Regions from separate parts of the Mus musculus genome. Here region 2 is linked to region 1. The links are chromatin contacts, called in public Hi-C maps. All regions are on one chromosome and are shown on one strand. The core of a region is the stretch at or near the end of the contact, and the rest is flanking DNA. Distances in the headings are between cores, read along the strand shown.

Region 1 (5,952 bases), core at 1,469-3,968:
ATTCTATAGCCCAGGCAGGCCTCACACTTGTGATTCTCCTGCCTCCAAGTTGCTAGTTTCTGGGATTGCAGGCCTAACCAGGCTCAGCACTCCAAAGTTTTGGTTCTTAGAGAATATAACTATGGCTCATAGCAAGGCCACTTCACAGTCTAAAGTCCTCATTGTCTCCTGAAAGTAGCCAGCCCATGTTTAGACCTCAAAAGGAACCTCAACTATTTTAAACCATTCAAAGATACAGCTACAATCTATCAAAATAAATAACAAAACAAGAGGAAAATCTGGCAATCAGGCGGCTTTAAGTATCATATAGATCAATCTATATTAACTTTGAATAGGAAACAGCTTATCTACAGTTCTGTTCTAATTACGAGTCTAACAAAAGTTAAGTACAAAAATCAGAACAGTAAATTTCTTTTCCTTACAATGCTTTCCAGAGCATTCCCAGAGCATGGAATTTTGGAAAGCCTACTATTTTACTATGAATAAACTTCTCAAAAACAAAAGGCATGTTGACAGACATATTTCACCAAGGAAAACACCACCTAAAGCGGTGGTTCTTCTCCTAACGCTGCAACCCTTTAATACAGCTCCTCATGTTGTTGTGGTCCTCAAACATAAAATGATCTCTGTTACTCCTTCATAATTGTAATTTTGCTTCTGGTATGAATTGCAATGTAGGTATCTGATATGCAGGATATCTAATATGCGACTCCCAAAGGGGTCACTACCTCTTATCGGTTGAGAACAACTTCTTCTTGAATATTGTATATTAAGCATGAATTTTATTACTGAAAACATTTATTAGGAGAAATGTGTGATGGCCAAAAGTGACCATACACATTTGTGGAGGCTGAGTGAGAAAAGTTAATTGTAATTTCTAGCCAGAAGTCTATTCTAAGAAAAGACCAATTTAGTTATAATTGTTCCTCTGGCTAATGCAGGAAGCTGGTAACAATTTCAAACAACCTCCGTTTTCCAGTTCTTTTTTTTTTTTTTTTTTAATGATGTAGAGCAATTGGTCGTCTAATGAAGGGACTCAGTAAATAAATTAGACATCACTTTCCGCTGATGATTCTGAAAGCGAATCTCCATTCCAGGAATTGTTCAGAAATGAGACTCACAGCGGACCACACAGTCTGAACATTACTGTTAGAAACCAAGACAACATATATGATGGACCATAGCCTCTGTCCCAGACTCTGCGTTCAAACTCAGTCACTATCCGCTGACACACAGGCACATCCCACAAGCTTCCAAGGTTGACTTCACGTTTCCAACATCTTTCTCCTATTCCTAGGTGAGCGGTGGGTGCTTATTTCAGTAAAGACACAAGGCCGAGACTGAGTTTCTGCAGTAAATGGCTTTCTTTTCTTTTTCCAGTGTATCTTAGTGAAACTTCTAAGGGGTCAAAACCCACAGAAGTGATCAGACACTTTCTCAAATCTGAAACTAATCCTCCCAAACACTGCTGGTTGCCAGACTGGAGGTCGGGATGGACTAAAGGTAGGAAACAAAGTATCAGTTTTAATCAACCTCAATGGCCTCTTTTTAAAAAGAAAGCGGAAAAGAAAGAAAAGATGTCTACACTTGATGCTCTGGTGGCCCTCCCTGCCCTTTGTTTTGCCCCGGTGACATCCTGCCTTTTATTGGAGGCACCACCTCAACAGATTTTAGTAGCTTCTTCTGTGAAGGTTTAAAGGAAACAGGCATCATACATTATGTATTTTCTTTTATGCCAAACCCATAAAAGTACTTTTGGTCTTCACAAAAGGTACACTTTCTAAATAAGCCCACCTTTTGTTTTTTAAGTGCCAAGACTGAAACATTTCCTTTATGGTCATTATTATTATTGCCATGCTAGAGAAAAGTGCCTCTCCTGTTCGGAATGGGTAGCAAATGTGGAAACACAATGAAATTGCAGTTTATTGTTTACATTTTCAGACAGAAAAATGCACAAGACCATCATGCGGGGCTCTTCCCTCAGCCCCATCAACCTCAAAATGAAGCCCCCTCAACCTTCAGCCTCTGCCACAGGGTGTGGAGAATACCCTGGAATGCCTCTAAGTTCAGCTCTGAGCAGGCTCTGAGAGTTGCCACCCTGATCCAGGCAGAGCCCTGGCCCTCACAAGGGCTTTGCCACTCCCAGCCTAAGTACTGTCCCAGGGCTAGGTTCTTCCTTTTCACACCTACAGGTCTTGCATCTGGGGAAAGCTGGACTTTTTTTCCTCCCGGAGGATCACCACCCTCCTTCACCCACTGTCTGAGCAACTCTCTCAGGACTGAGGCTCAGGAGACCAGTCACATCAGTTCAGACAGGCCTCACCACTCCACCTCTGCACCTTGCCTGACTGCGGAGGAAGATCGCTGATACTAGAGTTGCAGAGGTTCTTTGCTGGTGCAGCTCGCACACACAGATAAGTAATCCGCAAAGTTGTTTTCACCCTCCTCATCCTCCTCTACTGTGCATCCTCTCCTCCCGACTCCAGCGGCACACACCCACACTCAGACACACAGACACACGCACCCCTGCAGCTTCAATTTACCAGTTTAGATTTGGCGCGTTGCAAAAATTCTTCCATGTCTCTGCTAGGAACTGGGACCAGGGGTCCGGATGGAGAGCGCCGAGAGAGGAGAGCTGCGGTGGACTTGAGCGGGATCTCCAGAAAGTGGTCGCTTTGCGCAGGGACCAGCCGCTCCCTAGGCGGGCCGGCCGGGACTGAGCCCTCCTTGCTTCCTCTGGGCGGCTTGCCCAGCCCACGCCCCGCGGCAGCTCCAGCTCCGACTCTGTCCTAATAAGGAAAGTGGGTGTGCCGCCCGGGAGCCCAGGGACCGCCACCAGCCTGCTGGCACGCGCGCGCCTCGGGGGCCCTGACGCGGGGCAGCTGGTGGGGGTGGCGAGGGGCTCCTTGGCCAATCGCAGAGCCCCGCGGTGGCCTCCTGACGCGGTGCGCTGAAAGATGCTGCAACCATGGACAGCGCCCAGAAGTGCATGCCAAGTGCCAGGCAGGGTCTGCTGCAGTGACACTGCTGCAGGCCTCAAGGCAGCCAGCAGCCAGCAAGGAAAGGTGGGAAGAGGGGCACTGGCCCCAGGAGGAGGCCTTGTCCTCGGCCAGCGCCTCTCTGGCTGGCTGGCACTGTACTGAGTGCCCCAGTGGTCACTTAATGAGCTGGTCTGTTGCCCTGGCCCAGAATGCACTCAGGGAGAGTGGCTGGAGCTGGGAGGGAGAGAGGGAGGGATCAACCAAGGGAGGGCAATATTGCTGAGCTAAAAGCATGCGACCTTGATGGCTATTAACCAGAAGAGCTGGCTGGGAGGTTGTGTAGGCTGCAACTTTTCTCCCTACCCTACAAGCATACCCATCTAGCAACCGACATCCGCAGCTCAGCACAAAGTAGATTAGATGCCTTTGCGTCGGCCCTGCGGCTAATGGATAGCTATGTTCTCAGGCAGCCTCTGTATACTCTGGATATGTATGTTCAGGGAAAGCTGGGCAGCACAAGACGGTAGTTTCACAGACCAGCATCGTGAGCATCGCTGAGCTGATTAGAAATGTACTCTTGGCCCCCACCCACTAAACATGTGTCAGTTTCTACACCATTCTCAGATATGTCTATGTACACTCACATTTAAGAAGCACGGCAGCAAGCATCTACATCTGCAGCTATGAGAGTATTCTATACCAGGGAGGTCTGTGTACTTTTGTTATTCTTACTTAGGTTCTCAGACTCCTTTATTCACAGAGTGTTTGCACACTGCCTGTAAGAATCCCATTGCCTTCTCCTTAGCCCATAATGCCTGACTTAACACTTCATGCCTCAGCACAGAGGTGTTCTCTAGCCTGTCTCAGGGTCCTGTTCCTGTCCAACTAAATCAGCATCAAGCGATGTGAAAGCCACCGGATCAGCCTGGTGTCGGTGTGCTGCCCATGAAATGCAGCCATGAAGCTCCGATTTCTAATGAACTCCAGCACGTGTCTGGATCACTGACAAGGTAATGAAACAGAGATTTCTGGACCACATTTGCAATTTCAAATCTGCCTGTGTGTGCTTGAGGCTGTGTCGATCTACCAGTCTCCCAAGGTTTGCACAGGTTTGGCATCCAGGGGTCAAGCTTGTTGTTCACCGTGGCTCCCTGACAGATTCATTCATGGGTGGAATCACTGCCCTTTCTGCATTTTCTATTAGCAACTTGGGTTTTCTACTGTGCTATAAATTGCTTGAGTGCATGGTTATATCCTCTCACAAGCTGTGAGCTCCACAGAAACCTCACCTACCTCATTCAGAGCTGGGTCTCTAACACGACACGTGTTACGTGTTTATAGACCCTCAGCTAGACATAGGCTAATGGATAAACGTGTGTATGAGAAGAGTGGTTTTGTGCGTGTGGGGGGTGGTGGTGCACGTGTTGTTCTTTCTAACTCTGAGTCTCTGTTACTTTCTCACTCTTTGTATGCACTTATACATTTCTTAATCAAATCATTTTTCATTCAGAAAACCCTAAAGAGAAGAAACCATCGGAGTCGTCTGATGCAATTAGAGGGAAGCGGTGGGAGTCTAAAGCTCCAGGGTGAGTTCAGGTGATGAGCCGTGTGGAAGCGGTAGATCCTATCTGCTTTCTCTGCTGACTTAAAGAACTTAAAACCATACAGATAAAATAGTGCAGACAGTTTCACTAACACTATAGAGAAATAGCTAGAGAATTCTTTTAGCCTCTGGCTCCACTGGAGGATTTAGCGAATGTTGCATGGTACTGTTTTATGCCTCTGACCCTTTTCTTTATTCTTTTTCTCTCTTTTTCCTCCTTCTTTCTCTTTCTCTTTCTCTTTCTCTTTCTCTTTCTCTTTCTCTTTCTTTTTCTCTTTCTTTTTCTTTTGAGAAAGGACCCTGAGTTCGTGGTAATTCTTATTCCTTAGCCTCACAAGTACTATGATTGCAGATGGGGAATCTGGCTCTGACTTTTGGAGCACATTCTGGGTAGGATATTACACAGCCTAGAAGTAGCAAAACTTTCCCTGATGGTTTCAAATGTCAACATCTTTCTGCCCTTTTTTTTTTCTGCTAACAGTGACCCTTCAAGTGTCAATTTCCCTGCTCATAAAGTCTTTCCAAATTTGACCACCTCTACTATTTTACTGAGGCCAGGGCAAAAAATTCTCACAATCTCAGTGGCTTAAGACAATATAAATTCATTATCTTATAGTTCTGTAGGTTGGTGATCCAATACAAGTCTTGCTGGGCTAAAGCAACTTGTCAATATGGTTGTATTTCTCCTGGAGGCTCTAGGAAAAACTCCTGTTTTTTGTGTTTTTTTTTTCTTTTTCCGGCAATTAGAAGCTTCTGTATTCCTTGATGTGTGGCCCCCTTCATCGTTAAAACCAACAACATCTCATTTCTCTGATGACTCTCCAGCTTTCTCCATCCCTTTTCTATACTGAGACTGGGCCCAGGTTACTATGCATGCTAAGCAAGCATTCTGCTGCCAAGCTACATCTCCATCCTCTCAAAATATTTGATCGACACAGGGGTCTCACTAAGTTCTCCCGCCTGACCTTGAACTCACTCTGTAGCTAGGCAGACCTTGAATTTCCAGGCTTCCTTTCTGCCTCAGCCTCCTGAATATTTGGGATTATGAGCTGGTACAGGCAAGTGTTCCAGGGTATCAACCAGAGAAGACTACTTAAACTTGGACCTAAGTCCATAGAAAGTCTTTATTAGCTACCCAGCATTTCTGAGATCCCAGTGTAGCCCCAAACCTTTTGTAGGCTGCACTTTTAAGCACAAAAACCCTAACCTGTTGAAATATTTCCGCATTTCTCGTCACAACAGTAAGCCAGAACCAGAACTATATAGTTCTTCCACGTTTTTCCTTCAACATAGTCTTGGCTCTGCTCGGGTTACTATATCTAACTCACAATGCATAAGGCATGATCCAGGTCTTCAATAAGCTCAGAG
Region 2 (5,952 bases), core at 1,539-4,038, 82 kb after region 1:
TACGTGGAGCTGGCCCCCAAGCGCTGTTGGCTTGCTTAGGCTGGAGACTCAGACCACCCATCTCGCGTCCCTCGGCGACTAGGTGGCAGCGGCGGGTTGCCCGGCTCTAAAGAGAGCGGCCTCTCAGCTGTAAGGTTTAGGGTTTACATTGCAGGCTGGTTTGCCCCAGACGCCCAGAAAAAATTCTTCCCCTCCTTGGGTTCCCGGACGCCCCGCGGGGGCCACTAGCCCAGGGAAGAAAATGTCCTCAGCTGACTCCATGAAGGAGGCACCTCGAGTCCCGGATCCCACGGAAGAGATGCCACATCAAAGCATCAACAAAAGAAGTCATTTACCGAAGCGCCAGGCGCGCAGTAGCTGCCCGGAGGGGCGTCAGGAGGGGTAGACCTCAGCCTGCAGGGTTGAACAGGAGTCCCACCTCCAGCCCATTTGGCTGTCACTGTAACTGGGCGTCCTAGGAATTCCTCTGGAACTTCACAGGGTCGTTCGCTGCTGGTCTCCTCTCGGGTCTTGAAAAATCTCGCAGAAATTTCTTTGGCGGGAGAAAAGTTCCTATCACGAAGTGATAGTGAGGTGTATCCTCTTGTTTCTTAGGCCAGGCAAAGAAGTTGCACGCGCGCGCGCGCGCACACACACACACACACACACACACACACACACACCTTCTTATCCTCTTACACACTTGACCTTACCACCCATGGTCCTATCCTAGGAGGACAAACTGGCCAAACAGCAGGAGCCAGAAGGTTCCCTGCCGGCTAAAAAGGAGAAAAAGAAAACGAATCTTTCCTGCTTGCCTCACTCCAGGGTCTCTACCTAGAAACCAAGTAAGGACCCACACACCCGCGCCCATTTTACCACTTACCAAAATCCTGATTTCCTTGGACCCGTACGTAGCCTTTCTAGCCACTGAGCCAAGATTTAGGACTTATGCTTAGCAGAGAAGAAATTAAAATCTGAGGCACCTGCTGCCTTTAACTGCTCTCAAGTGAGGGAACTGGAAAGAACTCTGAAATTTTCCAACTACAGGAAAAATACTGAAAGTGAGATCCCGAGACGGGAATAGAGAATATGGTTGTTTCTAAATGCTTCTTTCCCTGCCAGCTTGGGGTCAAACGTAGCCAACCAGAATGAGATTTTAAGTTCTTTGAATACGCATTGCCATTTCCAGGATGAGTGCTTCATCCAAGTGGGGGTGGGGGGTGGTAGGGGACCTTTACCCCTGGCTCAGCCCCTGCTCCCTTACAGGTCACACCAAGGCTTCCAGAGTGATTTTAATGGTATTCCTCCCTTGGTGAGGAGAGTGCTGCACAGTTAGGTAACGGAGCCCCTCGACTCCCAACTCCTCATTCTTTCCCCTGCCTCTAATATCGCCACCCCAAAGAGACCTCACGCCGTCTGTCCGCCCCTTTCAGGAAGACGTGTTGGAGTTTCTCCACCCGCCAAGCTTCTTGCCTCCTAATTCCCTGCCTATTATCTTTCTGCCCCCTAAATCAAGGTTCTGGGGTGCAAAGAGCAATTCGTGCCTCGCTGAACCTGCCAAAAAATGGGCCGATCTGTAGGCCCCAGCTCTTCTTTCTATTGGTTTCCACTTACAACCCTCTGGGCGTCTCTGTTTCTCCAAGAGAAAAGGAGCTGGAGACAAAGGTGCTCCAAACTGGAGACCTAAATGGCTAGGCCACCGGGAAACTAAGGGAGAGTGGGTGAAAAGACTGAATGATAAAGGGAGAGAGCTATGCAAGACCTGACGGGTGAGAAAGCAGTGCCGTGCCCCCTTGCTGTGGAACAGCAGACCCCCACAACTAGACAGTGACCCCTTCTCAGTGGTCAGACGGCTGAAGCCTGGGCTGGCAAGCGGGAAGTGAAAGCGAAGGGTCGGGGTGACCAGTGGAAATGGAGAAGGGGCGGAGACGAGAAATTGTGCCTTCTTGCCCCTTCTTCAGCAAAAGAAGAGGCTGTGGAGGCGGCGGCGGCGGAGTCCCTCAGCCTCGGTCATGTGATAGTCTCGAAGCGCAAGCTGCAGGGGTCTCGGCGTCTCGGGGACCATTACAAAACGCAGCCAGGAGAGCGCGTCGCTGCCACAGCAGCGCGTCTTCTCAAAACCCGCGGGGCAGAGCGGCTGCAGCTGCAGCTCAGACGGCTGTTCGGACCGGGCGAGCCGGGTCCTAGCCTGTCTACGCAGACGCCCCCTGCAGCCTGCGGCTAGCTCCGGGAGTTCTGACACCGTCCCCTCCATAGAGCCTGACGGTGGGCGCCGCTGCTGTAGACAGCACCAAACTTTTTTCTTGGAACCACCACCTAGAGCTCGGTGCCTCTTCCATTTTCAGCTTGCCTGCAGATCTCCTGAAAAAAGAGGGTACGTACGTACAGTAGCGGATAGGAAAGTGCGCGCTCCCTCTCTCTCTTCTTACCCTGTCTACCCCTTTTTGTAAGATTTGAACTCCAGCGCGGACAGACCCAGTACCAGGTCAGCTTCCAGGGTCGAAAGATCGGTCACCAGTGGCCTCGGGACAGCTAGTGTGGACTCGAGCTTAAAAAGCCAGTCTTCATTATCCAGTTGGTTTGATCTGAGCTGCCTTTGTACCGATAAAGGGAAAAGAGACCAAAAAGAAACTCATTCCACAGCCTTTCGCTCCAGAGCTCAAGTCTAGTCATCCAAGAGGAGGACGAGACGGAGAAAAGCAAGGTAAAGCTGGCGAGTCTCTCTGGCTACTGTGAGGGCCTGCCCACGACAGTCAAGACCAGAAGTTGTGAGCGCCATAAAACTGTATTGGCTCAAAAAGCCAATTGCGGGGACCCGGGGCAGCTCCCCGAAGGAGGAGGACCAAGGCAAAAGGGGTCTGGGGACCAAGAAAGCTGGGGATCAGGCTGCGCAGGTGGAGAGAGAATTAGTGGGGACACTTAAGCCTGGTATCCGGCTTTCCGAGAGGCGTTAAGGCCCACTGTGGGCCGGACGGAAGTGGAAGAGCCTGGGAAGATGCCACGGCCAGGGAAGAGTTCCTACAGCGACCAAAAGCCGCCCTACTCTTACATCTCACTGACCGCCATGGCCATCCAGCATTCGGCTGAGAAGATGCTGCCTCTGAGCGACATCTACAAGTTCATCATGGAGCGCTTCCCCTACTACCGCGAGCACACGCAGCGCTGGCAGAACAGCCTGCGCCACAACCTCTCCTTCAACGACTGTTTCATCAAGATCCCTCGGAGGCCGGACCAACCCGGTAAGGGCAGCTTCTGGGCGCTACACCCTGACTGCGGTGACATGTTCGAGAACGGCAGCTTCCTGCGGCGCCGCAAGCGCTTCAAGGTGCTACGCGCAGACCACGCTCACCTACACTCAGGAAGCAGCAAGGGCGCGCCCGGCACGGGGCCAGGAGGTCACCTGCATCCCCACCATCCCCACCACGCACACCACCACCACCACCATCACCACCACGCCGCACACCATCACCACCATCACCACCCGCCGCAGCCGCCCCCGCCGCCGCCGCCGCACATGGTGCCCTATTTCCACCAGCAGCCGGCTCCGGCTCCGCAGCCTCCACACCTCCCGTCGCAGCCCGCGCAGCAGCCACAGCCGCAGTCGCAGCCTCCGCAGACGTCCCATCCCGGCAAGATGCAGGAGGCGGCGGCCGTGGCGGCGGCCGCAGCAGCGGCGGCGGCCGCAGCGGTGGGCAGCGTGGGGCGTCTGTCTCAGTTCCCACCCTACGGGCTGGGCTCGGCCGCCGCCGCCGCCGCTGCAGCCGCCGCGTCCACCACAGGCTTCAAACATCCGTTCGCCATAGAGAACATCATCGGGCGGGACTACAAGGGCGTGCTGCAGGCTGGAGGGTTGCCTTTGGCGTCGGTCATGCACCACTTGGGCTACCCCGTGCCGGGCCAGCTCAGCAATGTTGTCGGCTCCGTGTGGCCTCATGTTGGCGTGATGGATTCGGTAGCCGCGGCTGCCGCTGCTGCCGCCGCAGCTGGGGTCCCGGTAGGCCCGGAGTATGGGGCATTCGGGGTGCCAGTCAAGGCTCTGTGCCACTCGGCAAACCAGAGCCTGCCAGCTGTACCGGTGCCCATCAAGCCCACGCCTGCGCTACCACCCGTGACCACGCTGCCGCCGGCGTTGTCTGTCCCCACGGCGTCGCAGCAGCTGCCTGCTCCCTCCACCGTGTGCGCGGCCGCCGCCTCACCCACAGCCCCTCTCTTGGAGCCCACCGCAGCCGGCAGGGCTGACAGCAAGGGGAGCTCCCTACACTCGGTGTTGGTGCATTCTTAGGGGACCCCGCGACCGGTGAGAAGGCGCCTGTCGAGAGACTGAGACAATGGTCCCAGACCGAGAGGGTGCTCCAGGAAGGTCAGCAAACTTGGCATTGAGCTAAATGCTGCACTGGTCTGAATAAATGTAACTTCCTGGTGTCTGTGTTTATACTATCTTGTAAATCAGATTAATTAATGAAAGCCCATTTTCAGGTAAGAGTTTCTATTGTAATAAAAGTCGGTAAGTTATGGGAGAGAGGAGCAAACGTGGTCAGTGAAAACTAATTTTAGGCAAAGAGGAAGTAGGGTTCACCTCTTTTCTGGAGCAGGACCTGGACGACCTAATCCGGGAGAAGCCCAACAGAGTGACAGAAATGGACTTCAGAGCCCAGGCTTCAGTCCCCCGGAGTCCGCAGCCGCCTGCCTTTTGAGGAAAACTTGCCTTCGATGGTAAGGGAAGGAGCATGTTTTGTCTCATTATTTCCGTGGTCAGGAAAATGGACAAGAAAACGACACCGGGAATAAACTCGCTGTTACGGCGGGGGCGGGGGGTACAGAGGGGGTTAGTGGGTTCTTTGAGAAACGGTTACATTTCGTGGCTGTGACCCGGGGTCGAGGAGGATAGTAGGGACAGCTAAAGTAATTAGTTCGCACAAAAGAGAAAGGCGGAGGCTTAAAGAGCAAAGCTCCAGATTCCAAAAGTAAAGTTTGGGGAGCCCCCAGAGAGAGACAATAAAGGCGACTTTCCACCTGCGACTCCTCTGTGTATCAATCGGATGAGAAACCGTTACGAAGCCTGAGAACAGAGTTCATTCCCACGATCAGTTCCATTTAGACTTTTAAAAAAAAAAAAAGTCACTTGTATCACGGAATTTTACTCCTCTACCCGATTAGCGCATTAGCGCGAGTAGTGCGAGGAAGCCTGTCTCCTGGAGGAGAGGGGCTCGCGCCGGGTGTGGTGTTTGGTGTGTGTTTGGTGGCTGTCCGCTTTCCCACCTCCTCTTGCACAAATGAGGAGGGGTCACCTTTGCTCGCTGCGTGTCTTTTCAGGCGAATTCTTCAATTGCAGTGTGTGAATAAATTTCACTGTTGCCCTTCCCTTCCCGGGTTTTGAGACCCAGGAACAGCACTTTACTAACAACAAACTTAGGGAGGGATGCGGAGTGGCCCTGGCTCCAAGCCCCGCCTGGCCTGTGTCCGCTCTGCGTTCGCGTTGTGGCTTCGTTCCTGTTTGCCAGTGTTGTGCCAGGTGTTCATTAAAACGTCTCTCTGGATATACCAGTGCCGTGTGAGGGTATTCTCTTCTTAGGAGATGAGGCCACGGTTGAAAAAATCCTCCCTTGGTCCTTAATTTCTTAACTTCGGAGTTTTAAGAAGTGTGAGATAACGACGAGCCATCTCTGGGGACAGTCTTCTTTGCTGGATTCGTTCATTCACCAGCTCGCTAATCTCTCCTTTCCTAACCGAACTTCATTCTATCAATATTAGAGTCTAAACTGGTAAAACCCCGCAACAGTAACATTTTCCTATCAGCACCAATTCGCAACCCTTTCGGAGGTTGCCAAGGGCAGGTCAGGGCCAGGTTCCCTGCCCATGGCGCAAGTGTGGGACCGGGTTAGGGCTAGCCGCGTGGTTGGAAGCCGCCCACACAGCCATTGCCTTCGCAGTGAAACCTAAGTGAGTGGGTGGGAAGTGCCACTGCTTTCT

The links. Hi-C and Micro-C count contacts between places; a contact is called where the count stands out from the background.
Region 2: a Hi-C map of nephron progenitors shows a contact between it and region 1, with 2.4 times the contacts expected there. A contact is called at or near these places in 3 of 39 promoter capture datasets (the SN4741 cell line and embryonic stem cells), 10 of 484 Hi-C or Micro-C datasets (cortical neurons, embryonic stem cells, muscle stem cells and 3 more), 1 of 130 datasets of targeted methods (stem cell-derived neural progenitor cells) and 1 of 9 other capture datasets (adipose tissue).

Annotation. Positions count from the first base shown.
Region 1 is chr19:16,952,884-16,958,835 of GRCm38.p6, reverse strand. It overlaps Prune2 (prune homolog 2), which reads right to left and starts at 2,718. Exons shown (of 20, transcript NM_181348.4): 1 at 2,544-2,718. The coding sequence starts at 2,579.
Region 2 is chr19:16,870,666-16,876,617 of GRCm38.p6, reverse strand. Foxb2 (forkhead box B2) reads left to right here and starts at 2,788. Exons shown (of 1, transcript NM_008023.2): 1 at 2,788-4,302. The coding sequence starts at 2,978. The coding sequence ends at 4,264.